2 separate regions of the Macaca mulatta genome follow, and region 1 is linked to region 2. The links are chromatin contacts, called in public Hi-C maps. All regions are on one chromosome and are shown on one strand. The core of a region is the stretch at or near the end of the contact, and the rest is flanking DNA. Distances in the headings are between cores, read along the strand shown.

The links. Hi-C and Micro-C count contacts between places; a contact is called where the count stands out from the background.
Region 1: a Hi-C map of CD4 T cells shows a contact between it and region 2, with 5 times the contacts expected there. The contact joins the promoter of PATL1 here to the promoter of MRPL16 in region 2. A contact is called at or near these places in 2 of 14 Hi-C or Micro-C datasets (CD4 T cells and fetal cortical plate).

The regions. Positions count from the first base shown.
Region 1 is chr14:14,166,381-14,170,340 of T2T-MMU8v2.0, forward strand. PATL1 (PAT1 homolog 1, processing body mRNA decay factor) reads left to right here and starts at 2,446. Exons shown (of 19, transcript XM_001089844.5): 1 at 2,446-2,605. The coding sequence starts at 2,591. It overlaps LOC144334204 (a long non-coding RNA gene), which reads right to left and starts at 2,176. Exons shown (of 2, transcript XR_013403786.1): 1 at 1,943-2,176.
Region 2 is chr14:14,072,550-14,076,775 of T2T-MMU8v2.0, forward strand. MRPL16 (mitochondrial ribosomal protein L16) reads left to right here and starts at 1,981. Exons shown (of 4, transcript NM_001266431.1): 1 at 1,981-2,139; 2 at 2,817-2,882. The coding sequence starts at 2,085.

The sequences.
Region 1 (3,960 bases), core at 1,196-3,695, 94 kb after region 2:
TTTCGCCATGTTACCTAGGCTGGTCTCCAACTCCTGAGCTCAAGCAATCCACCCAGCACAGCCTCCCAAAGTTCTGGTATTACATGCATGAGCCATCACACCCATCCCCTATTTTATTATATAAACTGTTTTGTCAGTGTCCTAAAAGTTTTGATATATTAATACATTTATCACTCAGTTGTAAATATTTTCTGCTTTCCATTATTTTCTCTTAAGTAGTCAATGGATTAGAGGGGTTTTTGTTTTGTTTTCGTTTTTGTTTTTTTTTGAGAGGGAGTCTGGCTCTGTGGCCCAGGCTGGAGTGCAGTGAGGAGATCTCAGCTCACTGCAAGCTCTGCCTCCCGGGTTCACGCCATTCTCCCGCCTCGGCCTCCCGAGTACCTGGGACTACAGGCGCCCGCCACCATGCTCAGCTAATTTTTTTGTATTTTTAGTAGAGACGGGGTTTCACCGTGTTAGCCAGGATGGTCTCCATCTCCTGATCTCGTGATCCACACGCCTCAGCCTCCCAAAGTGCTGGGATTACAGGCTTGAGCCACCACACCCGGCCTAGACGGGTTTTTTTGTTGTTGTTTTGTTTTGTTTTGTTGAAAATTTAAGACTTTTTTTCCTAATCTGTTGTTACTATTGATCTTATATAATGATCAGAAAACATTATCTGCAAGATCAGGGATCAGCAAACTCTGTAAAGGGCCAAATAGTAAATATGTTACACTTTACGGGACACACTGTATCCACTGTAACGACTCAATTCTGACTTTATAACATTAAAGCAACCAAAGACAATATGTAAATAAATAAGGTTGGCTGTATTCCAACAAAGCTTCCCTTACAAAAACAGGTGGCTGGCCAGATTGGGCTGTGGGCCACAGCCTGCTAACCCTTGATCTACATGGCACCAATTCTTTGGTAATTATTAAGAGGTACTGTTACTTAGTACTTGATATTTTATAACGTTCCATGCATGTTTGAAAACCAATATATCATCTTGTCCCTAGCCTCCTCCACTTCTTTAAAGTTCAGGCCTGGCCCATGTCAACATTTGCTTTTATCTTGGCACAGTGATTAAGACACTGGGCTTTTAACAATCAGACAAATCTCAGCTACTAGCTTTGCCACTCGCCATTGGGTGGTTGGAGGCAAACTACTTAATGTCGCTAATTCTCAGGTTCCTCAACCATAAACTGAGAAAATAACAGTACCTACCTCATGGGGAGCACATAAGGAAGGATTCAATGAGACAATCCATATAAAGCGCCTAGCAGAGTCCCAGGCAGCCTTCAATCGTTAGTAGTAGTGTTAACATCATGAAGCAGGTGTAATTATACCCATTTTACAAGAAACTAAGGCTTAGAGAGGTTTCGGTAAGTCGCCCAAAGTTTCCTAACCAGTGGCGAAGCACGAACTCCCACCCAGAACTTTTCACAAATTCAACGTTTCCCGTACTCAAACTGATGCAGATACACTAACATTTAGGAGATTTACTGTATGCCATTCCGAGGCGAGGCTGCATTTTAAGACGCCCAGGGAAGAAACGGATTGCGAAATCCACAAGAATTCACTCTTTGTGGTGCAAGTTTTGTCTGAAGGGAAAGGGGCAAGAAGGGCATGGAACGTGCTAGAAGTAACAAACCACCCAACAGAATACTGGAACCAGGGGTCCGCAGCTTCTAAGCTGGACACATTCCTCTCTAGGTTCGATCCTCTAAGGAAGTGGCGTCACCCAGCGGCGCATCCCGGCCCGAAGACCCTGCTGCTGCGTGGCCCGCAGCCCATGGCCGTGCTGCCCTTCAAGGCTCTGCAGCTCCTCGCGCCTGATGAGCCTGGCACCTAAAAATACCACCCTAGTTAAACCTCCCAGAACCTGTCTTCGGCATTTCAAAAAAAAAAAAAAAAAACGGGCGCCGTCATCGTTTAGAGCCACATAAATCACAGCCCTGACCTGCTGCGGATTCAGCAGGCGACGAGCCACTGAAAGTGGCGAAGAAGTCCGCCCCTTTCGAAGACGAGCAACTTTCCATTCTTTTTTCCCTGCGCAAGGCGCAGATCGTAACGTGGAGACCCCCGAGCAACCCCAAGAGTGAGTGGGACGTTGGAAAAACAGCCAGGGAATCTCCATGTTTCCCAGCCCAGGCTAAGCCCAGGATTCTTCAGAGCCATACCCTGTGACAATCACAAGGGTTTTCTCCGCCTCGCGGGTGACGGAGAACTCGTGACCTGCCCCTCAGCTCCAAGCCCAGCGCCTAGCGGGCGCGGAGAAAGAGGGGGCGGAGCTGCAAGCCCAGATCACCAGGCAGCAGACGACGGGCAGCGCGTGCGCAGTCTCTCGCCACGGGACCTCCTTCCCGCCGCTGAGACTAGGAAGCAGGACGCCAAATCTGTCCCTGCGCAGCCGCCGCCGCCGGGCGCCGAGCCGGGTGGCCGCCCTGCCTGAGGCGCGCCTGCGCACGTCTCCACGCACGCTCCGGCGTACGGCGGCGGCCAGGGGTCGCGAGCCGGTTGAGGACCCGCGCGCGGAGGAGCCGGGGAGTCAGCGCTTCTTCCCTCCCTCCCCCTCTCCCCTCCCCGCTCCCTGCCCCCCTCCCCAAGAATGTTCCGCTACGAGGTGAGCTGTTGCGACCGGAAGTGACCCCTCCCTCCCTCCCGCGCCCCTCTCCCTCACTCCCCCTCCGCACGCCGGTCCCGTGTTCCTGCGGGGCAGGGGGCGGGCTGGGGGAGTCGCAGGACTTAGCTGGACGCGACTGGCCTGGGGTCGCGGGTCTAATTCTAGGGCTGGGAGCTGGCTTCAGGGGTCGAGACAGTCCCATTAGTTGCCGCTGGGGAAAGTTGGCCTCCGTTTTGGGGTGGGGAGGGCCCGTTAAGTGCTGTAACCAGACCACACCCCCGCCCCCACCCCTAGAGGAGCCATCGAGGGTACAGTATTGCATCTACCCGGGTGCTTTTCTTGAGTAGGAGTCACCCGGGAATTCCCTGAGCCGAGTTTCCCGCCCTGGACCCGGAACCACCCCCCACCCACCTCCACTCGAATTACACTGACACACACCCCATTCACACAGGCTACCTTCAGGTCAAGGGGGCCTGGGCTTGCCGTTGGACTAGGGCCCCAGCCCGTTTACTAAAGAGGGCTCCGAGTTGGGAGGGGGGCGTGTCCAGCAGAAGTTCCCTCTGAGCTAGTGTTGGGCGACGTGGGTTTGGTGAAGGTCCCGGGAATGTAGCAATAGCAACAAACAGTGCTGACCCCGTCACCAACTCACTGTATGACCTTGAGCGACTCCTAATCTCTGGACGTAAACTTTCTGGGTTTGTAGCATGAAAGAACTGATGTAAATGATCCTATTTTTAATTGAAAAAGCAGTGATTTGGTAAAGTAGATCTTTGTGATTTGGAAGGGAGTGCTGCTGGAAGTTGCCTTTGATACGAAGGCAGCTGCATGCCTATTTGCATAAATTTGGAAGGGCTCTGGCAGGAGAATAATGCCCTTTGACCTAATCTTTCCTTTGTAAACAGGGTAGCTAAGAGGTAGCCAGGCAAGGTGTATCACAAACGTATCTACTGATCGACTATGGAATTCTGATTCCGAATTTTTGAAAATTGAGGACAGATATACTTAATAGGAATGATCCAAGACCAAACCGAAAGGAAAACTTGGAGAATAAATCAGTTGAGTAAAATTGAAGTGAAGTTAACCTACCTAGGATGTGGTGACCTCTAGCCTTTGTTCGATAATCTGTAATCTTTGCCTGCTTTGATCATCACAACTCTCTGCCATAGTTGGTATAGTCCCTGCATTACGATATAAGAGACTGAGCCTTACAGCCTAGCACAGAGCCTTAGACACAATAGGTTGTATAAAGGTATTTGATGAGCTAATTAGAAATTTTCTCAGTTGCCCATGTTCACACTGACTGTAGAAGTGGAGCCAGAACTTGAACTTGTCATATCACAGCTTTTCCAGAGTTC
Region 2 (4,226 bases), core at 731-3,230:
TTGGCACTCTACACTGGAGTCCACACCTAGTCATGGAGTCCACACCTAGTCAACAGGACATGCACACCTTTGCCCCACCATCAATGGAAATGTGGCTACTTCCCAACTGCAACTCTCTACTTTTGATGCCACAGGCAGCTTCTACCAGCCTCCAAACATACCATTTTCTCAAGCCGGTGTCAAACCCCAATGCCCAGTGTCCCTCAAACTGCAGAAGAATTATATTAAACTCTCTGAATGATCTAGAAATGTCTTTCACTGGGCTTGACAGAGCACCCCTCAACCCTTGCCATTGAATAGAGGAAGGCATGAAAGTCACAGTACACCAACAACTCTATTAACGAAATCTTTATTATAATCTCCAGTCTCCACTTCCTGTCTTGGCTTTTCTAGTGTTTTTTACAGGCTGGCAGAGAATGGGCAGCTAAAAATAGCAAAGCCAGTTCCTACCACCTGCTGCATAAACTCTGCCTAAGAGGCCCAGCACCTCACTTTGAAATGTGGAGATTACCTTGTGGTCCCAAGCAAAACTGAGGCAGAAACAATCGCATTTTAACATCCTGTTATAAATGTAACATTGAGTGGTGTTTTTCACCTTTCATATTGACAAAGCTCTAGAAAAATTATAATATCCTTCTTTAGCAAGGATGTTGATCAAGAAAGCACTCTGATAAACTGTTCATGGAGGCCAATTTTGCACAACTATATAAAGTCAAAAGATTTAAAATGAACATTCCCTTTGATCCATAAATTTCTCCTTTTGAAAGTGCCCAAAAGAAATACAAAATAACAAAAATGTACAAGGATGTTTACTGCAGCATGGCCTATAACAACAGATTTGTAAATAATTTAACTGAGCAACAATAATTATTCACTATGATGAACACATTCATAGAAATACTTTAATATAACCAGTGAATACTGAGACAGAAAACAAGACTAATGGCATTGTTCTTTCTTCTTGGTCAAACAATTAAGGAGTTGATGCATTCTTTGCACCTGTCGATTTAATAGATGAGAACAGCTGAAATAGCTTTCTTGTAAAACTTCAGTAACTCTTCCAGTTGAGACTGAATTTATTTTACCTTGAAACCTCTGGAATAAGTGTAGACACATTAATTTTGCTCATGGCACTATGGTAGATGCTCAAGAGATGTTTGTTGAATGGTCAACTAGAAGCCTAGAAGCCCACCTTGACTTGTCCCACCTTTCTGATCCAAACCAATGTATTTCTTAAATGCATTTGATTGATGTCTCATGCCCCTCTAAAATGTATAAAGCCAAGCTACACCTCTACCACCTTGGGCACATGTTCTCAGGCCATGGTTGCTCATATTTGGCTCAGAATAAATCTCTTCCGATATCTTACAGTGTTTCACTCTTTTCATCAACAGTATTGTTCATTCACTGAGCTCTCTGGAATCCCAGACTGTGCTCAAATTCTGATGGTACTGTTTTCCTGTTGTATGACCCAGAACAAGTTAAATTATTTCAGCCTCAGGATGGAATCTGCAAAATCAGTATAATGACTTATCTCACAGATTCGTTGGCACGACTAACGAATGAGGTACTCAATGACACACTGCAATTGCCCTATAAATGTTAAACCATTGCCAAATCTGGTATTCTCCTAATGTCTTCGAGGGGTCCCCTAGAAAAAGGTCTCAAAGGCTGTGAATCATAAGGGACTACCTTGCTAAGGAACCGGCAGGCATTGACAGTTGTACTCCGCAGAAAAAATAAATAAAACAAAAAACTCCCCGCTCCGCCGCCCTCTTCTGGGGAAAAACTGGGGATTGGAAGGAGAACCCTAGAGGGCCAACGAGGCCCCTGGGCGTGGCTGGGCGGACAGCGCCTTTGACCGGCGGAACTCAACCTCCGACGGAACTCAACCTCAGTCGCTCGAGTTTCTTCCGCTTCCGTCGGGACTCCGCGAAGTGGACCGGAGTGAACACAACTTCCGGCCACACTGAGCGGTGTCCTGAGCTGATTCCAGCTAGCTACTAGAGCGCCGCTGCCTACCAGGGTAGAGGAGGGCGCTGTAGTCGCTGTGGGGACCTCCGCGCCGCCGGACGTCCGTGACCATGTGGAGGCTACTGGCTCGCGCTAGTGCGCCGCTCTTGCGGGTGCGCTTGTCAGGTCAGAAGTCCCTTTTGGTTCCTAAAGACTTTACCCCTCTTCCTCCCCCACCCTCTAGTGCTTTTCCTCTCTAACCCAAAAGGCGGCTCTGCATATGCTCGGTGAAGCACTGGTTAGGGACTACGCTATCCCACCGCTGATCTCCACCGTAGGGGTTCGTGCAAGAGGGTCACAATTGCGTCTGGGAGTCGGCCCCCAGAGACCCCGGCTGGCCTTCTGCGGAGCCTGAGCCTCTGAGCACATTTAGTGGAACTCACATCCCAACCTCAAGACTCTTCCGGCGGAAGTACTTTTGGGCCGGCTTGGTGGCTCACGCCTTTAATCCCAGCACTTTGGGAGGCTGAGGTGGGCGGATCACTTGCGGTCAGGAGTTTGAAACCAGCCAGGCCAACATGGTGAAACCCGTCTCTACTAAAAATACAAAAAAAAATAGCTGGGCGTGGTGGCGGGCGCCTGTAATCCCAGCTACTCCGGAGTCTGAGGCAGGAGAATCTCTTGAACGCGGGAGGCGGAGGTTGCAGTGAGCCGAGATCGCGCCACTGCACTGGGGCCTGGGCGACAGAGCAAGACTCCGTCTCAAAAAAATAAATAAGAATAAGAAGTAGTACCTTTGGCCCAGGTTGTATCGGGGTCCTGGCCTTGTTACCTTCGTCGTTTAACTTGGTTTGTCTTTGTAGATTCTTGGGCACCCCTCCCCGCCAGTGCTGGTCTAAAGACACTGCTCCCAGTACCAAGTTTTGAAGGTGAGAGCTTGCCTTTCTGCTGTTTGTAAATCTTTTCTCTGATGGAAACCAGGAGAGGGTGGGAGATGACATAGGAGTGTTCTTGTGTTTCCCGTCCCCGTTCACTCTTTCAGTAAATGTTTTTAGAGTGTACTGTCTTGCCAACCAATATTCTGAGCGCTAGAAATAAAGAACAAAGGAAACCAAAAAAGTTCCCTCCTCTTAGGGAGCAGCGTCTAATGATATAGCTCCCCTAACGCCTGCCACTGGTGTGTGGCCCGTGGTCCACTCAGCCAGTAGTCAGTTGGCCTGAAATCTGGATTTTTGGCGAGGCACGGTGGTTCACGCCTGTAATCCCAGCACTTTAGGAGGCAGAGGCGGGTGGATCACTCCAGGCCAGGAGTTGGAGACCAGCCTGCCAACCCGGAGAAACCCTGTCTCTACTAAAAATACCAAAAATTAGGGGGTAGTGCACACCTGCAATCCCAGCTTCTCAGGAGGCCAGTGCACTCCAGTCTGGGCAACAGAGTGAGGCTTTGTCTCAAAAGAAAAAAAAAAACTGGACTTTTGATGTTCTCTCCAAATAAGGTTCCATATATGCAGTCAGCTAACGATGTGTGAAAAAGCTCTGTTAAGATAAGCCACAATATTGTAAAACTAGTTTACTTTTTAAAAAAGAAATATACTGGAACCCTCAAAAAAATGAATAGGGTCTGTACATCTGAGGGTCTTCTGTACAGAACTGTTAAACCACTATATGTTTGGAAAGTACATTTGACTTGTAGGTGAAAGAAAGCATTACTAAGTTTCTCTGTAGCTGCATATAGAAGCTGAGGGGCAGCTTCTGAAACTCTGATAGTAATAATTTGATATTTCCTCAAACTCTTCTGTTTTGTATTTGTCTCCATTGTAAAGCCATACTTGGTTCACTTTATAAATTTTTAAAAATAATTTATATGTTAATTTTTTTCCCCAAATTGTCAAGGATGATAAAGATGTCACATGTCTGGCCTGAAGTTTTGTCCGCCCACCCAAACCTGGCACACTGACCTGTGCTGGTCTCAGCATGAAAAGTCCCTGCATATATGAGAGAAAGAGCATTGATTAAAGGATTCCTAGGTTGTAAGTTTCTCAACAAGAATGTGGCAGAGCTAGAGAACTTAGATATTTTTATGTACAATATTCTTCCACTACCCCCATTAACATCCAGAGAGGCAGAGAAATATGTGTATATATTTTTGTGACATGCTGTGTAGCTTTGCTGTTGAACTGGATGGCATAGACCAAATTTTAAGATATTTCTAGCCCTTGGGTTCCTCTTCTATAAAATGGAGATTAAAAATACTACCTGCCTAACGTCCCGTT